Regions from separate parts of the Mus musculus genome. Here regions 2, 3, 4, 5, 6 and 7 are each linked to region 1. The links are chromatin contacts, called in public HiCAR-type, HiChIP or PLAC-seq, Micro-C and promoter capture Hi-C maps. All regions are on one chromosome and are shown on one strand. The core of a region is the stretch at or near the end of the contact, and the rest is flanking DNA. Distances in the headings are between cores, read along the strand shown. Region 1 holds the start of Irx2 (Iroquois homeobox 2). Region 2 holds the start of Ice1 (interactor of little elongation complex ELL subunit 1). Region 3 holds the start of Adamts16 (a disintegrin-like and metallopeptidase (reprolysin type) with thrombospondin type 1 motif, 16). Region 4 holds the start of 8030423J24Rik (RIKEN cDNA 8030423J24 gene). Region 5 has its middle 42 kb from the start of Mir466f-4. Region 6 has its middle 140 kb from the start of Gm40998. Region 7 has its middle 120 kb from the start of Gm40998.

The links. Promoter capture Hi-C pulls out the DNA fragments that hold promoters and counts their contacts. Hi-C and Micro-C count contacts between places; a contact is called where the count stands out from the background. HiCAR-type assays count read pairs that join an accessible place to other places. HiChIP or PLAC-seq counts read pairs in DNA pulled down with a chosen protein or histone mark.
Region 2: a contact with region 1 is called in a Micro-C map of B cells, with 6 times the contacts expected there. The contact joins the promoter of Ice1 here to the promoter of Irx2 in region 1. A contact is called at or near these places in 4 of 39 promoter capture datasets (the 3T3-L1 cell line, hippocampal neurons and liver), 2 of 484 Hi-C or Micro-C datasets (B cells and adipose-derived mesenchymal stem cells) and 5 of 115 datasets of contacts at active chromatin or transcription factors (the NIH/3T3 cell line, astrocytes, embryonic forebrain and 2 more).
Region 3: an H3K4me3 HiChIP or PLAC-seq map of stem cell-derived neural progenitor cells shows a contact between it and region 1, with 10 times the contacts expected there. The contact joins the promoter of Adamts16 here to the promoter of Irx2 in region 1. A contact is called at or near these places in 1 of 39 promoter capture datasets (cranial neural crest), 1 of 115 datasets of contacts at active chromatin or transcription factors (stem cell-derived neural progenitor cells) and 1 of 9 other capture datasets (embryonic stem cells).
Region 4: a contact with region 1 is called in a promoter capture Hi-C map of hippocampal neurons, with 2.5 times the contacts expected there. The contact joins the promoter of 8030423J24Rik here to the promoter of Irx2 in region 1. A contact is called at or near these places in 2 of 39 promoter capture datasets (hippocampal neurons and liver), 1 of 115 datasets of contacts at active chromatin or transcription factors (stem cell-derived neural progenitor cells) and 1 of 9 other capture datasets (embryonic stem cells).
Region 5: an H3K4me3 HiChIP or PLAC-seq map of stem cell-derived neural progenitor cells shows a contact between it and region 1, with 9 times the contacts expected there. The contact joins the enhancer-like site here to the promoter of Irx2 in region 1. A contact is called at or near these places in 6 of 39 promoter capture datasets (the 3T3-L1 cell line, hippocampal neurons, liver and 2 more), 3 of 484 Hi-C or Micro-C datasets (cerebellum and cortical neurons) and 7 of 115 datasets of contacts at active chromatin or transcription factors (the NIH/3T3 cell line, craniofacial prominence, embryonic forebrain and 4 more).
Region 6: a HiCAR-type map of kidney shows a contact between it and region 1, with 20 times the contacts expected there. The contact joins the enhancer-like site here to the promoter of Irx2 in region 1. A contact is called at or near these places in 4 of 39 promoter capture datasets (the 3T3-L1 cell line, cancer-associated fibroblasts, cranial neural crest and 1 more), 1 of 15 datasets of contacts at CTCF or cohesin (stem cell-derived epiblast-like cells), 9 of 484 Hi-C or Micro-C datasets (adipose-derived mesenchymal stem cells, cortical neurons, embryonic fibroblasts and 2 more) and 8 of 115 datasets of contacts at active chromatin or transcription factors (the NIH/3T3 cell line, craniofacial prominence, embryonic forebrain and 5 more).
Region 7: a HiCAR-type map of kidney shows a contact between it and region 1, with 4 times the contacts expected there. The contact joins the enhancer-like site here to the promoter of Irx2 in region 1. A contact is called at or near these places in 4 of 39 promoter capture datasets (the 3T3-L1 cell line, cancer-associated fibroblasts, hippocampal neurons and 1 more), 1 of 484 Hi-C or Micro-C datasets (nephron progenitors) and 5 of 115 datasets of contacts at active chromatin or transcription factors (the NIH/3T3 cell line, embryonic forebrain, embryonic hindbrain and 2 more).

What each region holds. Positions count from the first base shown.
Region 1 is chr13:72,627,221-72,630,425 of GRCm38.p6, reverse strand. It overlaps Irx2 (Iroquois homeobox 2), which reads right to left and starts at 1,606. Exons shown (of 5, transcript NM_010574.4): 1 at 1,113-1,606. The coding sequence starts at 1,364. It overlaps Gm20554 (predicted gene, 20554), which reads left to right and starts at 1,862. Exons shown (of 1, transcript NR_030701.1): 1 at 1,862-3,205.
Region 2 is chr13:70,635,908-70,639,112 of GRCm38.p6, reverse strand. It overlaps Ice1 (interactor of little elongation complex ELL subunit 1), which reads left to right and starts at 1,479. Exons shown (of 19, transcript NM_144837.3): 1 at 1,479-1,596. The coding sequence starts at 1,516.
Region 3 is chr13:70,840,052-70,843,256 of GRCm38.p6, reverse strand. Adamts16 (a disintegrin-like and metallopeptidase (reprolysin type) with thrombospondin type 1 motif, 16) reads left to right here and starts at 1,446. Exons shown (of 23, transcript NM_172053.3): 1 at 1,446-1,767; 2 at 1,886-1,988. The coding sequence starts at 1,708. It overlaps Gm36529 (predicted gene, 36529), which reads right to left and starts at 2,807. Exons shown (of 4, transcript NR_167928.1): 1 at 2,637-2,807.
Region 4 is chr13:70,881,431-70,884,635 of GRCm38.p6, reverse strand. 8030423J24Rik (RIKEN cDNA 8030423J24 gene) reads right to left here and starts at 1,688. Exons shown (of 3, transcript NR_157373.1): 1 at 1,590-1,688; 2 at 1,109-1,237; 3 at 133-773.
Region 5 is chr13:71,147,455-71,150,659 of GRCm38.p6, reverse strand. No RefSeq gene overlaps it. Among named protein-coding and RNA genes, the nearest start is that of Mir466f-4, 42 kb to the right of the region's middle. Within about 2 kb of position 1,714, at least 28 of the 459 cell types and tissues checked have an H3K27ac peak or open chromatin away from gene starts, as enhancers often do. A contact at or near this core is called in embryonic forebrain and stem cell-derived neural progenitor cells, where this site is marked.
Region 6 is chr13:71,249,994-71,253,198 of GRCm38.p6, reverse strand. No RefSeq gene overlaps it. Among named protein-coding and RNA genes, the nearest start is that of Gm40998, 140 kb to the left of the region's middle. Within about 2 kb of position 1,683, at least 3 of the 459 cell types and tissues checked have an H3K27ac peak or open chromatin away from gene starts, as enhancers often do. A contact at or near this core is called in kidney, where this site is marked.
Region 7 is chr13:71,270,674-71,273,878 of GRCm38.p6, reverse strand. No RefSeq gene overlaps it. Among named protein-coding and RNA genes, the nearest start is that of Gm40998, 120 kb to the left of the region's middle. Within about 2 kb of position 1,573, at least 25 of the 459 cell types and tissues checked have an H3K27ac peak or open chromatin away from gene starts, as enhancers often do. A contact at or near this core is called in kidney, where this site is marked.

The sequences.
Region 1 (3,205 bases), core at 357-2,856:
TACAAGGCTAGCTGTTGGAAAACAAAACTATTGCCATTTGATTCTAGGATTTTGTTTTAACACTTTACTTTTTCTAAAACGACATAGTTTCCCGAGTAGCGCGAACAGTGTCTGCAAACATATCTGGATAGTCCCGCACTACAGCAAGTAGTTTCTTTATATCTAAATTTCATCATAGGCTTCCCGCTCTGCTCCCTCCTTCCCTTCCCTCCCTTATGTAGCTTAAAAAATACTTCGGAACCCCACTCCGCTATTCACCCTCTAAAGCAGAGTAAATCCAATTTGCAACTCAGAAGCCAGTCAGCGTTTCCAATTCTTCAACTACGTAGTAATTAGCATTTTAATTCATCCTTTAACGTTTAACTAGGAGAGGTTTGTAACCTTTTCCCAAGGCCTGGTTCCTACCCAGGGAATTCCACCTAGAGCAAACCCCCTCCGCCCATACACAATGTCTTCACACACCCCAAAACTGCCAAGACCCGCTCTGGCGGGGCCTGTTTTCAGAACTCAGAGATGCTCAGACAGATCCCGGATCTACGGAGCTGGAACCCATAGGCCTACTACGAACTCTGGCAGCACTTAGCGGGTCCCAAACCCGTTAACACATTATTTTTTTTTCCCTGAAAGCCGGGTCAGCGAGACAGAAAACGGCCAACACTAAAGAGCTTCGGCCTGGGTCTAGGGCGAGAGCCACAGGCTCAGCCTATCCCCACCCCACCCCCCCCCCACCCGCATCCCCACCCCCCCACCCCGTGACCCCGCCGCCACCAGTCTGGCCAAGAAACCCAAAGCTTGCGGCATTGGCCCTAGAGGCCTGGGCAGCCGGGGCCCTCAGCTTGGAACCACGCGGAGAGCAGTGGACAGATTTCGCAGCCCCAGCAATCGGCACGCGCGGATTAGAGATTACTCTTGGCCCAGGCACGGGTGGAGTAGCACTTCGCACGAGCTCAAGGGAAATCAGCCTACGAGCTCTGCAGGTCAGTCCCGTCCCTTGTTTAGTGCGGCAACGGGTGCTGGTGACTTTGGAGCTGCCACCCGCAACGCGTCCCCAGCGCTCAGCTCAACTCACTCCCTGGTCCGGGTCTCCCCAGCCCCCACCCCAAAGCAGTTACCACGTAGGACGGGAAGCCGGCAGCCGCGGCGGCGGCGGCGTCCGCCGAGTACTGCAGCGGGCTGCCGAAGCCGGTTGCCGCCTGCGCTGTGAAGGCCGCCGAGCCGGGGTACGGGCTGAACGCGGAGCCCGACGCCGAACGCGCCAGCTCCTCGCTGCGCGGCGCCGCCAGCGCGGACGCGCCGTACGCGGGGCACGAGTAGAGCGCCAGCGAGCCGGGCGCTTGGTACAGGTAGCCCTGCGGGTAGGACATGGTGGGCGCGGGGCGCGGGGCCCGCGTCACACGGAGCAGCGGGCAGCGCGCGCGGCGCCCTCCATCCACGCCCGGCCGGGGCGCACCGAGGCCGCGGGCCGGAGCAGGCTGGGCTGGTGGGCGCTAGGCTGGGCGCGGGGCTGGAGGATCGGCGGGGCGGCGGTAGCGGCAGCGCGGAGCCGGTGGGCGCAGCCGCGCGCCAGGCCGGCGGTCGGGATTTGGGGGAGTCTGCAGTCAGGAGTGAGGAGTTGAGGAAGGAGCGCTCGAGTTTCCGAGGGACATTGGAACGCCGAGCTGTCCGTCACACTCTCATCTGCATATTCTGGTGCCCGCCCCTCCCCTGCTCCGCCCGCCGCCGAGGCCCCGCTGAGGCCGGGGGAGGGGCAGAGAGCGGAGGGGTGGGAAGTGGAGGGGAAGGCGGAGGAGTGGCAGCCAGAGGCTGGAGGGAGGGACGTGCAGGCTTTTGTCGCGCAGCGGCCTCTCTCCACTCCCGCCCCGGCCCGCAGCCTGCAGCGGTGAAGCCCAGCCTGGCCAAACTGGGCGTAGCGCTCACCCCCTCCCACTGGCACATCCTCTCAGCCACGTCCGCGCACCCCGCCGCCGACTCCCGCCTTGGCCCAGCCACCTTTCTCCTTCCCGGGGCCCCATCCGGGCACTGCCGGCGCTCTTGCTCGCCTAGCACTGGTCAGCAAAGGCCTCCTGCAGTCGGGCCAGGTCCGATCCACCTGGAGAACATACGGATCGGGCACCCCTCATCACCCTGAAGATAGCAGCCCAGGTCGCATGCGGTGTCCAGGGCAGACACCGCAGGGAGATGGAGGGCAGTGTGGAGACACCTGCAGAGTTGCCTGGGCATCCCACTTCTACAGTCCTCTGTCCGCCTGTACTCCAGGCTGAGGCTGCCCGTGTGGCTTCCCGTCCGGTCTCCTGCTCCTGGTGCCTGGGCTGCCAAGCATCTACCCGGAATCTGAGCGTTTCGGTTTGAAGCTGTGGGAGGCCCCGTGGTGAGGCTTCTGTCCAAGTCCACAGAGAAGATTTCAGGCCGTGTTAGGAACATCATGTCCGTTAACGTCTGGAACACGCCAGTGAGTGACTCGCTTCAACAAACGCCACTCTGGTCCAAAAAGAGTTTTTGTTTTCTTTTGTTAAGTTGAATGCCTGTTCGAAATTGGGGGAGAGGTTCCTGTCAGGAGAGCTGACTTGACTTTGCTAGAGTATCCACTGCCACTTCCCGAAAGGACATGGGCCAGCTTGTGAAGTGTCGCAGTCGTGAGGTGGTTCAGGTAACCTGAGGTCCAGGAGTTGACTCGCGGGTCCCTTGAGCCCTTAGGTCCCAGCCCCTAAACTTTCTCGACCATACCTGCTCCCTTTCCCCAAGTGAGGGGAGTCGATGGCCAGGATGGGCACTAGTACGCTGGATGTAAAGGAGCGTCAATGGGGGGCGCTTGGGATTCGTAGGGGTCAGGTGTGAGCTGGCCCGGGAGGGGGCGCCCGCCCAACAGGTGTCTCCTTGAAGCTTGCTAGGTAGAGCACGAGGACTCTGAAACCTGGCGCGCGGGCCTGAGCTTCCATTTTATTCTCGGTGGGCTCTGAAGCTAGTAGAGGGCGGCAGAGTTCTCCTGCCTGTGAGCGCCTGGCTTCTGCTTAGGCCTGGATCGTGGCGCTCCAGCTCCTGCAGCAGCCAGATCCGTGACACCGAATGAATGCTGTAGTCAGCCAGGCTGCTTTTTGTCTTGTCCAGGTCCCAGGGAACCAGGGATCAATTGTAGTGATGGACTGGAGACAATTTTTCCCGGGCAGGCAGGCAAGCAAATTTATCACTTTTGGTAGGAACTTTCCAG
Region 2 (3,205 bases), core at 230-2,729, 2.0 Mb after region 1:
ACCTGGATCTTATCGTGGAGATTTTTTTTTTAAGATTTATTTATTATTATATGTAAGTACACTGTAGCTGTCTTCAGACACACCAGAAGAGGGAGTCAGATCTTGTTACGGATGGTTGTGAGCCACCATGTGGTTGCTGGGATTTGAACTCTGGACCTTCGGAAGAGCAGTCAGGTGCTCTTACCCGCTGAGCCATCTGACCAGCCCCTATCGTGGAGATCTTGAGGCATATACTGGCTATGAATCCCAAGAGATTAAGATTGGAAGCTCTCTGAGTTCAAGGTCATCTGGGACAAAGCAAGTCCCAGATCCAGGCATGGTGACACACACCTTTAATTTGGGCCGTATCTTCTGCTAGAGACCTACATAAGGACATTAGATGAAGAAAGATAGGCTCTCTCTTCTTTGCCTGCTTGCCCTGTGGAACTGAGCAACTGCTAGATCGTTGGACTTCCATTCACAGCTGCTGCTGACCATTGTTGGCGAGTTGGACTACAGAGTATAAGTCATCAATAAATTCCCTTACTATATAGAGTCTACCCATAAGTTCTGTGACTCTAGAGAACCCTCACTAATAAATGCAACACTGTTGTTGAGATTGGGACTTTGTAACCAGAAGATGAGGAGCCGCCAGAAACTTCCTAGTAGACAGATACTGATGGCAACAAAGTTTCTGAGGAGAGTGGATACAATGCTAGGATGTCAGCGAGAGTTCAAGCCCTGATTTCAAGTGGCTTTTAAAGCTGAATGAGGATTTCTTCTTTCCACCTCTCCAGCCTAAGGGTGAAGATGACTGGGAAACCGGCTCGAAGGGGTTTGTCTGGTTGGCTGCGTGCAGACACACCCCACACGTTAGTAGCAGAGCATGGAGCCCTAGAGGTTGGCCTCCAGGCGGTGCTCACCCTGCCGCTGCGAGGCACTCCGGGAATTGTAGTTTTTCTTCCGCTCCCTGCCTGTCTACTGGGAGAATAGTGCAGTAGCTCTGCAAGAAGCGTTCGCACTTTCCAAACCCAGGCTCGGGTCCTCCTTCGGTGGTCGGCATGCCAATGACATCGCAAAACCCCCGCCCCTTGGAGGCTGAAGGGATTTAGGCGTCTACACAGGGCCTGTAATGAGGCAGCTGACAGATGCACAGACAGTTCGTGAAGGCAGGCCCTGGCTCTTGTTCATCTCTTCCAAGATGTGTCCTAAGGCTTTGCTTTTTGTACGACCACGCTTCGTTCTGGCTTTTTGATCAGGCGGATCTGCGGGCAGCCCCGACGGGGGGCGGGGCTGGGTGGGGCGGGGACCTCGTGTGCTGTCGTCGCTTTGGGCCCTCGGGGCTGCGCCGCTCTCAAGTGCCCTGGGCTGCTTCGCTGGTCTGAGCCCTAGGCCGGCTCCACGGGGACCTTGGCGCACGCATGGACCTGCCCGCGCCCGGCGGGAAGCGGCCAGGCTGGCGGTGGCTGGGGCGGCGGAGCAGGGCCGAGGCAGCGGGCCCCTGAGCGCGCGCCCTGCAGGCCGGGCCGCAGCACCATGATGCCCGGCGAGACGCACCCGGCGGCGCCCGGGCCAGCCGACCTCGCGCGGTGTCAGGGCTGCGCCTCCCTGCAGCAGGTACGCAGGATCCCTGGCTGACCCTTTTGCGCCGTTTTGGGGGCGGGTGCCGGTGCTTTGTTTAATCACGGACAGAATTGGTTCAGCTGCTGCGATGCCGGCGGCGGACAGAGTGAGCGTGCTCTTCAGGACTCCTCGTCTTCCCGACTCAGGGTTTGCAGGGCCCAGTTTGGTTGGTGGGTGACGCTGTCTACGCGCGGAGGGAATCTTCCTCTCTGTGATGAAGGCCTCCTCGCACTCCTAATTATTTGTTGTTTGAAGGCAAGGGTTTTATGTTGCGTGCCCAGGTCGCTAGACTTCCAAGATTCCGGAACGGAACTGCATTTTAGCTTACACGTATCTATTAATATACTGCCAAGCTTAGCTTTTGTTAAGTAGCATGTTAGTTGTCTGATTAAAATTGTCCAATAAACATACGTGGGTCTAGGTAGTTTGTTACAGTGTCATGTCCTGTTCTTAACAATGGATCGCTGCAGATGGGTTCTAGGTTTTACTGATGCAATAGAAATAGTCCCCAGTGCTCAGGGCTGGAGACTCGCACAGCTTTCTGTCTTAGAGTTCCATTCACCTATTGTCAGTGGCAAAACGGAACTTGCCCTTGCTCCCGTTCAGTTCATCCCCTTTCTACCCAGTGTTCTAAGCACTGTTCATATTCTGGTAAACCACCTGGACACGGATAAGATGAACGTGCGCAAGTACGACTCGACAGGATTTTAGATGTTGGGAAGGAAATAATGGAAGATGTCAGGGGGTTCTGGTGAGGTGGTGTTGAGGCAGTGGGAGTTGTGAATGTTGAAAAGTAGCTCTGGAGATCGGTTTTAACAAGTGGGACGGTTTCTTGATGTTTGATGAGCAAAGCCTGTGGCAGCCTCGGGGTTGGTGAGACGAGATAAGGGATGCAGACTAGCTAGCTATCTGTGGAAGTTTGCTTTTTATTGTAAAGTGCAATGTCTCTGCGCCGATTCGTATGTTCTAGTTGCTTGGAGAATAGGAAATGGTTTGGCACTCTCATAGAGAAGATGGAGAGTCAAGCCATGTTGTAGCTAGGCCACATCGTGTAGGCATCTTATAACCCTCCCCTCCCTTAAAAGATTCTGAATGGAACGCTTCTTTAATGGACCATATTTGTGTTTTGAGCCTATTTACTCAAATTTTTTGATCCCCTGCTAGTTTATAACAATGTACGCAAAGAGAAGAGGAAAGTTACATTAGAAGCAACATATTGGTAACAAACAGGCAAAAGTAGGAGGGGAGAGTGGGTAAGGACCAGGCTTTTGGCTGCTGAGATTTTCTGGTCTTTGGAAAAATCGTATTTGAACAAGGTTATAGGAGAGCGAGTTCGGTTGATTTCTTTGAAGCCCGACATCCTAGTGGATGCCTCAAGGCCTGGGGTAGTTGCTTTCCTGGTGTGCTTGAGAAGACCGGTGAGGCCACAGCAGACTGAAGATTTAGGATTTGCAGAGGTCAGAAGAGCCAGAAGAGCCCTGGTTGTGTGGTTCTCATACACCCACACCGTTGTATGAGCTTGGGCTTCTCTGGATGAGGTGGTGGTGAATCATTGCAGGTATTTGAACAGACAGCTGTGTGACCCATTCTTCTTAGCCCTCTG
Region 3 (3,205 bases), core at 197-2,696, 1.8 Mb after region 1:
GACAGACAGACAGACAGACACACTTGGGAACAATAGAACAAGAGAGACCAGGTGGAATAGAGGGGACTTAACAGGAGATAATGGGAGGCTTTAATAAAAGAACATAGTGTAGGTGCGTGGAATTATAAAAGAATGAAACAGTAAGTCAACAAAACTGTACTCTTTGACAATATTTTTCATATGAACGACTGAGAGAGAAAGGGAGGGAGCAGAGAGAGAGAGAGAGGGATATGCATACACAGATCAGTTCATCTTGATTCCGCCCTGTCCTTTCTGAGATGTATGACACTTCATTCAGGCTTATAAAGAGCCACTCTGGGGCATCTCAGCTCAGTGTAGGCTGGAGTGAGCACCCTGAAAACTGCAGCCACTGCTCCACATGCCATCCCCCTTCTCAGCCTTGCAAACCAGGCAAGGTCAGTGTGACTGCAAATGAGGGACCCTAGAATGGCAGCTGGAGGGAGCCTGAGATGTGAGACCAACCGGCAGAAGGAAGTGGAGTGCAGCTGCTGGGATGGACAGTCATTGGCAGTCCCGCGTGTAGAAACATCTACCCGTGCGCTCAGTGCTGTCTGTATCTGTACCCACCCTGCAGCAGACACTCTCAGTCACTGATGGTCACAAAAGACGCTCATACTCAAACACATACTCAGGTCATGATGGACCAGGACGCAGGGCTGGAGAGAGGGCATTCGCTGGTTGTCTTGGATAGACCTGGTCTGGTCTAGGCTGGGGCTCCTAGACTTCCTACTAGGATGCTCTGGGAACCCAGTGGCCTCACACCTGCTCTCCCAGCAGGTCAGCCAGAGTCTAAAGTGAATCTGAAATTGGCCACTGCTGTCCAATGAAAAATTAGAGGCGTGAGAAAGAAACCCAGCTTCCTCATAGCCTGCCCTACCCTGCCCTGCCCTGCCCCGCCCCGCCTCCATTCACCCCTTTTCTTCACGTGCCCCAGGCAACTAAGGACTCACATTCATTCATAAGCAGATACATTCCTCCCTATACATCTCCCACTAGAAGGGAAGGCCAGAGGGTCTGTAACCAGGGGATGGACTAGAGAACAATGAATGCTGGATGCCTGTCTCTATGCAGCTCAATCTTGCCCTTAAGTGAGAAGTCCCACAGAGCTGCAGCGGTGGCAGGTGGCAGAGGACTTTGGAGTAACACACCAAGACAGTTTTCCACAAAAGCACAGGGGTGAACAGCTAGATATGACTGTGTCCTGGCCTTGTCTCTACCCCAAGTTCTCATGTAGGTGGACAAAACACCTTCCTGCTGGGTCATAGGCGTGAAGGATGCCCAGTACTTACCATGAGTCTGCTTCATCTCCTCTCCCTGCCACTCCTCCCTTATCCTCCTCCTCCTCCTGGTACCCCTCCTCCCTGCTTTACTCCCTCCTCTATCCCCTCCCCTCTCCTCTCCTTTGCCCTCCCTAGTCCTGCCCTCTCCTTCTCTACCCTCCTCCCTGCTGTCCCTTGGTTGCTGCGGGTGCTTTGCCGCCCCCCGCCACCACTGCCACTCCACCTCCCGGTGCCGAACGAAGCTGCAGTGATAACTCTGATGTGCATGGTGGAATCGCTGCCTGGAAACCCTGCGATTTTGCCGGGTCGGTCCTTTGCACCCTAGCATACTGCTAACACCGGGACTATCCAGTGACCCAGTCTAGACTGCTGAGCTGAGTCCTGTGAGCCCTCGGGCACCGGGGCCATGGAGTCCCGAGGTTGTGCTGCGCTCTGGGTGCTGCTGCTGGCGCAGGTCAGTGAGCAGGTGAGTCCTGGCGCTAGGACCAGCAGAGTCTGATGGCTGCAAGTGCATTCCGCCCTTGGCTGAGCTCTGCAGTGCCCGCATTTTCACTGAGGTGTCCTCGTTTTTTTTTTCCCCCTAGCAGACACCTGCGTGCGCCCTGGGACTCGCAGCTGCAGCGTCTGGGAGCCCGGAAGACCCGCAGCCTCCCCCATTCTCTGGGTCCAGCTGGCTGGAAACCGGTGGTAAGTTCGCGCGGTGGGGGCTCTCGGTTCCTCACAGGTAAGCAGCCAGCAACCCCCTATGCTGGTCTGCAAGTCTCCTGGGACTCAGGACGCCAAAAGCTTTGAAGATGCTATCTTGCTCTTTCTATTCATTTCGAGCACAAGATCATGCTCAAGAATGACTTCCGACCAACGTCTGTATCCTATTTCCTAGTAAAATGATAATGGCTAGCCAGAGTTACATTGGGGGAGTGAGATATCTGGGTGTAGGAAGACTCCAGATCACTCTATATATTGACATCATTAATGTATACACCAAATCTATTATAAGCAACGTAGTCCCCACTCCAGCATCTTCCCCCCTCTCCTTTCTTTCACATTGAAGCTTTCTCCACTTTGACTGTCACAGGAGGAGACAGAAGGCAACCTCATTAATATCGCTTTAATGTTAATTAATAGCACAGGGGACATCCAAAGGATGTGTCCTGGACCTCCTTGAACATGAACTCGAATTCAAGTCTTCTGCAAGGTTCAGCCACCTCAGTGATTCACAAGTGGGTTTCCCCTGTGAGGTGTCCTAGCAATGACACCTGGTGACTGAGAAAGCAGGCCATTGCACTTGCTAGGAGGTTTGTGCTGGGTCCACAGCAAATGCAGGATTTTACTCACCCTGTCCTTTCCTGGGATGAATTAGCTTGAGATTGTTAGCAGAAATGGCGACCAGAGGCGAGCCAGGTTTAATCTTTTCGGCAGATTTTTAGAATATGTACAGGATTAAACAATTGACACTTCGGAAACCCTCATTATCGCTTCCTTCATCAGGATAAACTTACAAGAACTGAATTCCTCCTACTGAAAACAGGGTTTAAGAAGGGATATATGAGTCTCGGCTCTAGGACTCTGAGTGCCACTGGAGGGCGCCAGACCCAAACAGTACAGTGGTTTAGAAGGCAAGGGAAAGCCTATTGTGTTTGAAACCCACCCTCTGTCACCTGCATCTCCAACCCTCTTCTGATCCTCTTACTTCGAATTCTGACACATCATGACCTTACAAGGAATGTTCATGCTCTAACTTTGGACTTTGCACTACTTTCAGAATAAAACTTAAAAAAAAAAAATCCATAGGGACTCGAGGCATTTCAGACATTTATTTATTATGTGTGTAGGGTGCATGGCACTGTGGAGGTCGGAGGACAACTTGTGGGAGTTCAAGGATCAAATTCTGACTGTCTTGCTTA
Region 4 (3,205 bases), core at 439-2,938, 1.7 Mb after region 1:
CCCAGAAATAGCACTTGTGCTGAAGGAAATGGCTTCAACTTCCTCCTCCAAGCTTGAATTTGTATTTCTGTGACAGTCAAAAAGCACATATTTATGCCTCATAGATAATAAATGTGTACATGCACATAAACTGGAAAAGAAGTGCTTCATTGTATGCAAGTAATTTGATGAAAGAATGCGTTTTAAATATTCTTACCATACAAACACACAAAGAGCTCCGTGTTAATTTTCTTGGCTGCAGTAATCAGCATTGTGTATGCTACTGTGTAGTTTGTATCCCTAACCTCACGGTTTTCATCCTAAGTTGCAAAGCAACTGGTAAGAATAGTAAGATCTTAAACTTTAGATTGTTCAAACAGCTGGCAAAGGATTAGACAGGAATTTGAACTATGGTTGCTATCTATTTTGGAACCTGCTAAAAATACAATGACTTTCCGATGGCAACCTTCTGCAGCTCTGTGTCAGCACTGAGTATCTGCTCCTTCTCTGCAGCTGGCTGTCCGCCAATGAGAAGCTCCGGCAGCTGGAGCCTTCCCAGGGCATCTGCTCTCTTCTCATGCTCTCATTGTCTCTGCTCAGTTCATCAGCCTGTGTGTGAGTTTCCCTCATGGCAGGGCTTACAGCAGCGAGGGACAGGTGTTGACCATCATAGAAATCTTCTTCCTCTGGCACAACACATGCAGGTGCGTGGCTCTCCCAGACACCGCTAGAACGCCAACAGGGAGATGGGCCACAATGCTGCTCATGGTGCAATCGGAAGTCGGAGAGGAAGTCTGCGAAGGAAACACATAGATCACCTCACCAAACATTCAGTATCCAGCCATCGAAGCAGTCCAGGATGAGTTTCAAGGACCTATGGTGTGTGTGTGTGTATGTCCACACAGAGGCGAACATATATTTAGATACTTGTAAGTATATGTGTATTGGAAGACACAACTCTTTCTACCTACTGTTCTGTCTCTTGATTTATTTATTGCCATTGGATTGATTTTCCTTGATGATGGTTGCAAGGTAGAATTATCCAAAAGCTTCTCTAAGAAATTGGGGTATTTAAAAGCATACAAACAGACATATAACATAAGGACAAGTAGCAGGGAGAAGTGCTCACCTCGGTACTGAGGCTGCCTGAGGGGCCTTGCAGTGTGCTTCGGAGCCAGCATTCCTCAGGGGATGGCAGGTGAAGCCATGAACGCTTGCTTCTCTCCACCATTTCACTCCATTCTCACAGAAGCCTTTCCTTCAGATCAGCAGAGAAAGTGATACAACTGGGGAGGCTCTGGCCTCTTGCAGAAGAACCACAGCTAACTGCCTTCCTTTCAGCAAAAGAGAGGATGCACTGAAAGGCTGTCTGTCCTCTGTGCCCTGACATTACTAGCTATCAACCCATGTCTGTCAGAAGCCCTGATCCCTACCAGAGCATTGGTATAGTTACTAAAATTGGGGGCAGGAGTCTTGGCAATAAGATTTGAACCAGAAAGAATCCATTGGGAGGATAAAGCCAAGCCTGGAAGAAGAGCTCTACCGCTCACCCTTAATCAAGCAACCAGGCAATGTGGACAAAGGGTAAGCTGCAATTATTAAGCTAATACCTGGTGGTTTCCAGGCCTGCACATCAAACAGGAGACAGCCACCATTTGCCTCTCAGTTAATACTGACTTGAGTTCTGCCCTTGGGTCACAGTATGGAACACTGATGCAAAGCTTCCCAAAACGATTACCTACACGTTCTGTTCTTTGTTTTAATCCATGGTATTCACTGTCTTATCAAAGGCTGTCCTTGAGAATATAGTACTTGTTGGTGCTGTTATCCAAACTTCAGCAACTTAGACATCAGAAAACATTTGAGGGAGGGGCATAGAGATGCGACTAGGTTGCCTGGCATGCAGAAAGCCATAGGTTTGACCCCTAGAACCTAATAAACCAGGCACCATGATGCACAGCAGCAACCCAAGCATTAGAGAGGTAGGTGCAGAAGAATAAGAAGTTCGAAGTCATCTTTGGCCATAGAGTGAGTTCAAGGCCAGCTAGAAAAAGAGGGGGAAGGAACAAAAGAAGAGGAGTGTAGGGAGGAAGAAGGTGAGAAAGGAAGGGCAGATCTATGGGGTTGTAGACAGTATGTAGATGTAGGTAGAGGGATATAGATGGTGTTCTTGGTGGCCCTGCTGGGCTGGCATTCTTCACAGAGCTGTTGTGTCACCTTATGCTATTTGCAGACTTAATCAGTGGGAGAGATCTTCACTTAGTTGTACAGCCAGAGCCTTTCAAAAGAGACCCTTGGTATTGACTAAGAGTCCGTGACTGTGCATCTGCAGTCTACCTTGAGCTTTCCTGTGCGTGGGACAAGAATTTAACATTACAGAGAACCGTGTACCACCCAGGATTCTTTGTATAGTACTCAGCTAGCTTCAGATACTGCCAGCTCAAACTCCCCATGTCACTTAAAAAAAGAAATCTATCATGAATTAGCTACCAAACAAATAAACAAACTGTTGGAATTTCAATTGTTTTCTCCATACAGGGTACAGCACACCCATGCTATCCGAGAATGGCTTTTGCATGAAAGCCCTAGCAATGGTGAACAGTGTGTTTTGAGTTTCAGTTACTCGGAAAAACTGAAGACTGCAGATCTAGGCTTACACCTGTAGTATAAATGTGTCCTGCTCTGCTTCTCTGAATAGGTTTCTGTTTTGTTTCAGTCCTGAGAACAGAGGTGAAATCTTTGCAAATGGACTCTCAATGAACCTGCTTCCTCTGTCAGCAGCCTGTGTCTGATCCTGCTCCATGAAAAGGCCTGTGCAGAGACTCCATACCTCTGGCCAGGTCCTTCTAGGCCTGTCGGGAGGAGACTGTGGAGGACCATTCTTCCAAACCCAGATCCTTAATTGCTCCTATGGTTTCTCCAAAGTTACTTGAAGATAAAACTTCCTTACTCAAGTTCCATGGCATTAACGGACTTATCTACACTATTAAACATTAACCCAAAGTCAAAACAATCACCCTCTACCGAACACGTTGCCAAAGTCTTTTCTACATTTAACTCTAGGTGTCTGTCTCAAGTGAATGATGGTTTTAGATTCATCCAGCTAACGGGAAACCATTCAATCCAAGAATGCCAAGAAACTTTCTCCTTTATGTCAAGTTCAATATGTAACTTGCACATACTTGATGGTTGAAATATTACCAAAGCAGATCGAATTGTCTTAGAA
Region 5 (3,205 bases), core at 465-2,964, 1.5 Mb after region 1:
ATCTTAGGTAAAATTTCAAGGCTGCCTCACTTGTGTTACATGAATTAATGTTACAAAAAAGATACCATAAACACAAAGAAAGGAAAATTTCTGCAGGAATCTGTTGCCTTGAATTACATCCCATTCTCCCCAGCAAGATGCACATTTGATGGTCATATGTTAGAAGGACTTACTGTGACATTGGCCAGGACTGTCAAGGAACAGACCAACATCAAAGGATTAGGGGTATGGCCAAGAGCTTGATTCTTCTCTGGTCCATTTACTCTAAAGCAGTGACCTCTCTGGTATAATACTGTGGGTAGACTTTGCACTGCTTTGCTGATGTGACTAATGAGAGCATCCAATCCATCATCAAATGACTCATTCTCAAAATATGCATAAGAATGTGAACCAGAAAGTTTAGTGCGGGTAAAAACCATCCTTCTGTATGCAGAAGGACAGCAAGGTAAACAAACACACACAGGAAGTAAGAGATGCCCTGTAGGCACACAAGTGTGTGGACACACCCATCTGGTGAGCTGGGTGGACTTGCCAGGACAGTGCTAAGGAGATCACTGAGGCTTGGCACCACACGGAGTACAAGCAGAACTCCTGAGAAAGGACATAGACTCCACAGATGAGGGCTAGACATGTTATTTACATGAAGTAAAAATAAAGCACACACACACACACACACACACACACACACACACACACACACACACACATACACAAACATAATTATCAACATTGAGTCTGACCCAACTTTTATCAAGCCAAAGGAAAAACATTAACTCATCAAAGTAAAAGTCAAAGGAGGGATGCTAAGGATGATGGGATGGGATGGGGACATGTACCATATTTGTAAGCATTCAATTTTCACAAGTCAGAGAGAACACCTAAGATGTTTTTTTGCTGATATGACTGCATCAATTATACTTGGGTAACAGTAATGATAAGGACCCTGCTTAGTCTTTGTCTTTTTTTTTTTTTTTAAACTGAAAGTCACTTGATAATGTTATTGGTGTTGTTGTTGTTATTGTTTTAAACACTTTAACAGAGCTAAGTTTTTGAGATTGGTCTTGGAGGAGGTGGTATCGGTACTCTCCCCTGCAGAGCTGCTGTGCCTGAGACACAGTGGGGCTGTGTTCAGAGAAGTACTGGTGGGGGACAGCGTGTGGGGATGCTCACTTAACCTGTGAGTCGCAAGGTTATTTTTGTAGCTGTGTCCTGTCTTCCGCGTGGAGGTGATTTATGGTGCTCAGCCCAGCTCATCATCATTGTTCTAACCTTTGTCTCCATCATAGTTAATTAAAGGGAAGGTCATTGTCACCTTATGTTTTAAACCTTCTTAACATAATATATCACCCCTGGAACACTTTAATAAGGGGATTTGTGAAGGAATGGTGTAATAGGAAAAAAGTTTACAGCATAATCCATCCTGCTCACAATTACACTTTAGCTGTGCACATAATGAAAGTTAATAAGTAGACAAAATGAAGGCTCTGTCTGGAGACTCATTCAAGTGCTGATTAATTGGCTGGGTGATGTAATGGAACCAGAAGACACTTTGCTTTTGTAAAGTGCAGGCAGACGCGGCCCAAACAAACTCTTTCTAAAGGAGAACATCGCCTTCCTTTTTCTTTGCAAATTGCCACCCTCAGACAATATGAAATTAATTAAACAACTGTTTACTGAATGCCTCCTGTGTGCCAGGCACAAAGAGAAACCTGGGCCACAAAGGGTGAAGCGGAGCACAGGGCCCTCCTCCGAGGGGACCTGTGGTGAGTGCTGGTGAAGAAACAAAGGAAGGACACATTATTTATTCTGAGTGGTGACTCTCGAGGAGACCAGCATTAGTTAAGATTCATAAGAATGACTGAAATAATATTAAGTATGCCCAGCACATCTGCCAAGAAAATGCTAAGTCCTTTCTCCAAAGCAGTTCACTCCATTTAACAAACACTGAGAAGTGCTCGCTAAATACTGGGGTTGTTCTCAGTGCTTTCCAGAGATCAAGTTATCTGGTGCCCCTAACATACCTTATCACTGAAGAAACAAAGGGACAGAGAGGCCAAGAACTCCAGCAGAGGTGGCAGAGCAGTGCAGGGAGGAGCAGAGAGGCCAGTCCAGCCACTGACATTCTCTGGAATCCAGACTGGAGTCAGAAGACGATGCTGTCTGTCTTTAGAGTCAGGGCTTTCTGAGGCTTCAGAGAAACTCTGAATGAGTGTGTGTTGCATAAAGATCTCATGGGGCATGGTGTCTGCATCAGTAACCGTGGTTCTGCTAAACAGCAGAAGCCACCTAAGTGAAGACGCAATTATACCAGCAAACGTGAGTGGCAGACCTAGGGGAGGCGTAGGGGAATGTGAAGCAGAGTAAGGAGGTGTACCTCTGGGAATGGGTTTATATAATATCTATGCAGCATGTATGGTTTTTTTTTTTGAGCACCTGTTGTGGACTGAGTGTAAAATGTTTCCACTGGCATCAAGGGTTTGAAACCTCGGTCCCTAACTAGTAGTTCTGTTTGCTAACTAGTAATTCTGTTTGGATGATTGTGGATCCTTTAGGAGATGAACCTTTACCCAAGAAAGTAATGAGGTTTAATCCCACGGAGCTCTGGGGCCACTGGCTAGTTCATATTGCTGTTCCTCCCATGGGGCTGCAAACCCCTTCAGCTCCTTGAGTACTTTCTCTTCTTTGAGGACCCTGTGCCCCATCCAATGGATGGCTGTGAGCATCCACTTCTGTATTTGCCAGGCACTGGCAGAGCCTCTCAGGAGACAGCTATATCAGTCTCCTGTCAGCAAAGTGTTGTTGGTGTCTGCCATAGTGTCTGGGTTTGGCGGTTGTTTATGGGATGGATCCCCAAGTGGGGCAGTCTCTGGATGGTCATTCCTACAGTCTCTGCTCCAAACTTTGTCTCTGTAACTCCTTCCATGGGTATGTTGTGCCTGGGACTAAACCACCAATCAAAGAAAACACATGGTGGGACTAGTGTCTCTAGCTGCATATGTAGCAGAGGATGGCCTAGTCGGCCATCAATGGGAGGAAAGGCCCTTGGTCCTGTGAAGGCTCTATGCCCCAGTGTAGGGGAATGCCTGGGCCAGGAAGCGGGAGTGGGTGGGTTGGGGAGCAGGGGGAGCGTGGAGAGGATAGGGGATTTTCAGGGAGGAAACTAGGAAAGCAGATTACATGTGAAATGTAAATAAAATATCTAATT
Region 6 (3,205 bases), core at 434-2,933, 1.4 Mb after region 1:
TGTTGATGGTTTTATGATGCTGAACTCCTATATAAAAGGCTGGGAAGTTGTGTTCATCCTGTGTTCTGCAAGACATTGTTGATTTCTCCTTAAAACATTGGCACTTGGAACCAAGTTGCCCTTGTGGACGGTTCTGAACTAAAAGTGAGCTTTTTTTCTCTGTTTCTCCTCTCTCTCTGTTCTGCATCTCTCTACGCTTATTCACAATGAGCACAAATGCATCCTTTAGAAGTAAGTTCTCCTGAGGAAGAGTGAGGGTAGACAGGTGAAGGAAAGCTTCCCAGATCAGACCTTCTGACAGACCCTTAACCACAGCAACCTAAAGGGACACACCTGAGGAGGCATTCTAACTCCTGACAAAGTGCTGGGAAGATATAGAATTCAATTTTTATGTGTTTGATAGAGCGATACTATCCATATAATTTACCTTCCCTGCAGTGAGACCTGATTGTTTAGATGAGCCTGTAAGCCTGTCCAAGGAAGTCGGGAATGTTGCAGCCCTGTGTTTGGTGATGCTTCCTCACTGAGCTTTTGGTGGCAGTGAAGCTTAGAGAAGTGCTCTGCTGTTTTTGACTTTGGGAGACTATCCCTGCTCTCTTTGTTCTGATGTATTTCTCTTGATTTGCAATATTATATGTTGTTTTCTTCTTCCCATTTACTTTAAATGTAATTTTTAATCATCTAATTTTTAATAAGTTTTACCAATTTATTTGAGGCCATTTTTTATTTTAATATAAATCTTTCATACTATAAATCTCCCCCAAAGCACTGCTTTATTGACTTTCCAGAAAGTTTTACACGATTGTCTTAAATTGCAATTCAATTAAAAAGAAATTTCAATTTCCACTGACATTGAGGGACTTTTGCATATAATTAAAAAGTGAGTTGTTCATTTTCTAAACTTTAGAGCATTGTGGACTCACCCCATAATGATCTCCATCTCTGGTTTAATTTGTCTTCATTTTTAGAATATGTATACACAATTTCAACTGTTTACCATTTTTGCCATTTAAGGATTTTTAGACCTCTTAGCAGCCCTGTCAGCACTATTTGTTAAATAATCCATCCTTCCCACTAGTGGAACAATATTATAATATATGCCAATCTCATAATTTTTGGACAGTATAAACTCTAAAACATCACAATGTCTAATGAAACTCTGTACAGCATACATTTAATTTTCTTCTTAACCTTTCTTGTGAACTATACTCCAAAGAAAATCCACTATGGGCACAAAACCATGAGAAATTCCTGAGGCAAATTTATTTTTCAAAATCCTTTTGAATAAAACTGAAAGATCTTTCATAGATTTCATCATATCCTTCTAAATAATTATTTTTTTTGCCAAGTTCCCTTGTCGTACATACTTTTAGATATTCTGGGTCCTTTCATACCATATGAATTCAAAACATTTGAGATAGCTAAAGGCGCCTATTGTTTTTGATCTTGGCTTGGCTTGCAGAATTATGAATGTTAGATCAAGCAGATACCATTGATTTAAGAGTGCACATGTTGTACTCAGCAAAGCCATTCAAGTAAAACTTTAAGATCCAAGGACAAAGGTGATTTTTTTTCAAAAATTATTAATCATTTATTTTTTAAAGCACTTGACAAGGGTAGTCAGTGGTATACAAGAAAAGGCATAATACTTCTACCTGCCCCAGGGGACAGGGAGACAGGGGAAACGTGCGAATCAGAGTGACATTGCAACTGGCACACCAACACTGCACGGCTCCATCTGCCTCTACTCTGTATCTCTCTATATTTATACGCAAAGGGTACAAAGCAAGCTCCTGAAATGCCTTCTCCCTGTGAAAGGGTGAGCCTAAAAAGAAGGAAGAAAAGCTCTCAGACAAACTGCTTTTAGATTCACGGTTGCTCAGGGGCCTTAGAGGATCTACCTTAAGAGCAATCTAAGCTCCTGCCAGAGTGCAGGAAAGAGGTTGTGAGCTGGAAATCAGCTCATTGTCAGCTGCAAATGCTTCTGCTATAGAGCAGATGAGAGGAGCGAAGACTGCTTTGCCGAAAGAGTACCCGCTCATGGATTCTTCTAATAAAGAACACACTCATGGATGTGATGCCTGAGATGTGAATCCCAGCAGGGTACGGATTGGTGCAAGCCTTCTCTTAGTAACAGGCCTGTAAGTAATGAGTATGTCCTTGGGGTTGTTCCTAGAAGGCACTGTTTGCTTCTGTGGAACATTTCCTGCAGTTTTTCCCAGTATTCACATACACTTTTGAATATGTAAATACGGAATACACACCTAGCTATGTGCACATCTTTTTTTTTTTTTTAATTCAGAAAAAAAAAAAATACTTCTGCCTGGAGATGACATTCCAAATTGACAGTGCCTTCCAGAATATTCGCTCACTGGTGATCAGGGTCCTGTATTTATAGGAGGAATATTTTCTTTGCATTCCCCCAAGGCTTGAGTATCTTGCATCTTTGCAAACTGCCCAGGGCAGAGTATTCTGGCGCTATCTGCTAACACCAGAAGGTTCTACATTACATATTTTATGTTAAGATGCAAAGCAGTGTCACCTAGGGGCCTCAGATCTTTGAGGAGAAATGGTATTTTTGTAATGAGTGTATCCTTTCCCCCATCAGCTAGCTTTTCGAAGCATGAAGACATGTTAATTTTTTGACCCTCTCTCCCCAATGATATTAAGAAAAAAAATTTCCATAAAGGAGTTAACTGTGTGTAGTTAAAGTGAAATACACACATAGATTAAATGCTAAAAATCTACAAAGCCTTAGCTTCAAGTTCCTATTTAACTAAACTCTAACTGTCTCTCAGGTAGAGTAAACCATCTACTCATTTCATTTATTAATTGGTATCAATGCACCTACCCATTTCATTTATTAATTGGTCTCAATACTTCTGAATAATCTCCTGTCTGAGTATAGTTGTTCACAGTCAAGGAATAAACAGCAGTTCTGTTTCTACACCGCACTGCATTTACTTTCCAAGAGTCATACATAGTTCCATAGTTTGGTCTAAATATAATACTGCCTATGCAGTGTGGGTCTATGTACATGCAATGTTTGTGTATGTATGTCTATAAACGATCGGCTTGGGAACTGTAAGGAAGACACAAATGACAGTGAGTTCTGACTGACAATCTGCACATTTAATGAGGAACTCTGCCCAATTTAATGAATCCAGGATCTTCACCAGGCATCATTTTGAAGAGAACTCGCATC
Region 7 (3,205 bases), core at 324-2,823, 1.4 Mb after region 1:
AAACATATCCAACTCCTCAATGACTTGCCCAAACAGCTGGTGTGCTGTTACGGTGTGGGCCTGCTAGTCCACAGTAGTAGCTCCCTTCCTGGTGGTGACTCAAGGACTCAAGATGTCAACACAGAAAATGTCACTTGCTTGAGCAACTTGCTCCCAGCAAAAGGACTGAATGGTGCATTGGGGAACAAAGGTGAATATGTTTCACACACTGTTAGTCATGGTGACCTAAAAGTGTCCTGCCACACCTTAAAGTCCATGAGAAAAGATTACTCAACACGAACGCTGAGACCTAATGCTAATTTTAAGAAGGGTGATGATTACTTCAGGATGATTAATATTACCGTGAAATTTGAAATGTCACCAACGGGTTCTGTGAATCCAAAAGATGTGAGGAGAAAGATCACCAACATGCATCATCATGGACACATTCATGAAAGTAAGGTTTTTTTATTTGTGTGCACATACTGCCTCCCCTGAAGTTGGGGTTCAAAAGGTTAACACCTGACGTGGTCAAAATACAGGTTCTTTTAATAGCTCAGGGGTAAGGGGTTTCAAAATGGGAGATTTGGCAGGCCAATAAGCAGGGCCTAACTGAGTATAACAAGCAGAGTATAACAACTTGGCTGTAACAACCTCTTGTGAAACAAAGACATTGTTGCAAGTTGGTTATAACAAGGTAATCATACCAAGGTAGTCAGAACAACAGGTGGTCATAATAACCATTTGCAACAAAGGCATGGTTGCCATTTCAGGGAACTGGCAGCACAAAACCATTTATAGTTAAGGTTACAGACCAATCCTTATGAAACAGATTAAGGCATAAACAGCAAGGCACCTAGCCTGTCTTTACTATACAATGGTTTACAAGCCCAAGATCAGAGGAGACCGAGTCATCAGCTCCTATGCTTGCATACTTAGTTCCTAGATGCTGGCATTGTTTGAGAGGGGGGTATAGCTGCAAGAAGTAAGTTTGAGAGGACAGCACCTGCTTCCAGCCACCTGTCTGCCTCCTGATCCACTCAGGTGTGACCAGCTCCTGCCCTGATGCATCTTCCCACCTGACTGCCTACATCTCCTCAGACCCTGAGCCAAACTCAGAACTTTCCCCTTAAGTTGCGTGTTGGGTATGTTGTATCACAGTAGTGAGAAAGGCATCTAATCCAGTTGGCTTTCTTTAGTCTCTGTTCTGTCATGGGACATTGGTATTTGGATTACTCATTGAAAGGGAGCAGTCATAGTCCTGGAGAGAGGCCAGCGGACTCACCAGGATGCTCTCCTTGACTCTGGCACTATTGGAAAGGCACGGGCAGGGTTAGGAGCTCAGAGAAGAGAAGAGTGGCAAGGGGCAAAGGTGACAGGCAGTTAACTACCGTGGATATTATGATAAACAACACAGACGCCATACCTGTGCTTTTTCCATATTAGCAGTAATGTGGAAAACACTCTGCACTGAGCTCTGAGCTCACAACTGCAAGGCTTTTCCACACTTAAGTGGATGAAGGCATGGAAGGGCCCTAACAGGAAGCAAACTCCTGGGAAAGCTATTAGCCTCAGCATTTGCAATTCATGGGACACTGCCTGCCTTAAGGGCCATCATTGATGGAGCCCTGTTTGGTTTAAAATGTAACTCTCACCCTGAGCAGGCTGAGCATTCAGATCTCAGCTGGGTTTCTCTTGAATTTATTAACTTACAAATGGAAATACACTTACTTAGTTGACTATCTCTCACTAACCTCTTAACTTGCTTTTCCCAGAAGTGGTGGCACTGTCCCCAGGCGCCTAACTCAGCCCCCTGACTTCTGTTCCCTTTGGCTCTGAAGTCTCTGGGTCTGTTTACCAAACCCTTCAGGTAAAGTTTCACTTTTCCAACAGGCTTTGAGTCGTTCCTCTCCCTTAACTCTCAGACATCAATCACACATGCCACCCATGTGCTCTGGAAGCCCATCTGCTCCCTCCTTCTATGGAGCTAAATGTACTAACGCGTCCAATGTGCCTTTAGAGTTGGTGTTTGTAAGCAGCTTGGAGATGTTTTTAACTTTGCTGGCAAAGTTTAAAATGATAGATCCAGCGTCAACAGGAGGAGATGATGGAATCTGTCATCGTTCCACCTCTCTTAACATAACTGATGTTATGTAAGAATTTTAGGAGATACATCTAAAGCATAAAACGGGCTAGGAGTCCAGAAAACTCATGAATAATATGAAATAGTATTGGTTTTCCTGGTGAAGTGTAGGCTCCTCTGGCATCATTATATTTGTTTGCACCTTTTCAATGCCTTCCAGATCAGCCGTCCTCAACCTGTGGGTCATGACTTCTGTGAGGTGTTGAATGACCTCTTCACAGAAGTCACCTGAGACCACTGGAAAACAAGTGTTTTCATTATGATTCATAACAGTAGCAAAATTGCAGTTATGAGGTAGCAACAAAATTAATTTTTTGATGGGTGTTAACCACAACATGAGGAACTTTATTAAAGGGTCGCAGCACTGAAGACCTTGAGAACCACTGGTCTAGATGAATTGTCTGACCCTCAGCGCTTATGTAAATTCCTTCCCTTAAATCTCAGACTTCCAAAGGATCCTAGTACATCCTTCTCTGTCTTATCCAATTTCCTTTCTGTTTTCACCGAATAGAGACAGACGTGTCACCCCTGGCATGGACATTTTATTAACAGTATATCAGGTATGTCCTTATCCTACTCTGATCCTCATATGTTCCATAAAGCTAAGATTAGACTAGACTAAAAATGGAACATAATGTGAAGAAATATTCCAGATAAACATTAATGCATAATAAACTATGAAAAAGTCTCCCCGATACAAAAGGATATAGGAAAACATCAAAACATCAAGCCGTAGTAGGTGTGGCTGTAGTTACAGGTTCTATGCACATCTACACTGGGCACCAAAGGAGAAAATGTTTTATGGTTGATAAGTAGTTATGGGGCAGCTGCTACAAGGTTGTCAATGTAATGACAGGGTTGGAGACTGAAAGGTAAATTGTTACTTCTGATAAGCCGCCTTAACAGGATCCCCCCTCCGTTGCAGCCCTTTCAACCCAGGGACAGTCAAGTTTGAGATGGTGTGATTACAGTGTGCACCTGCAAGCCCCACTGTGCTGCTCAATCTGTGTATTCCACTGTTAGGTCAAGGCCGTTAATCACCAGGAGGCCTCGGGGTAGCCATGTAGAAACTTATTTATGGGC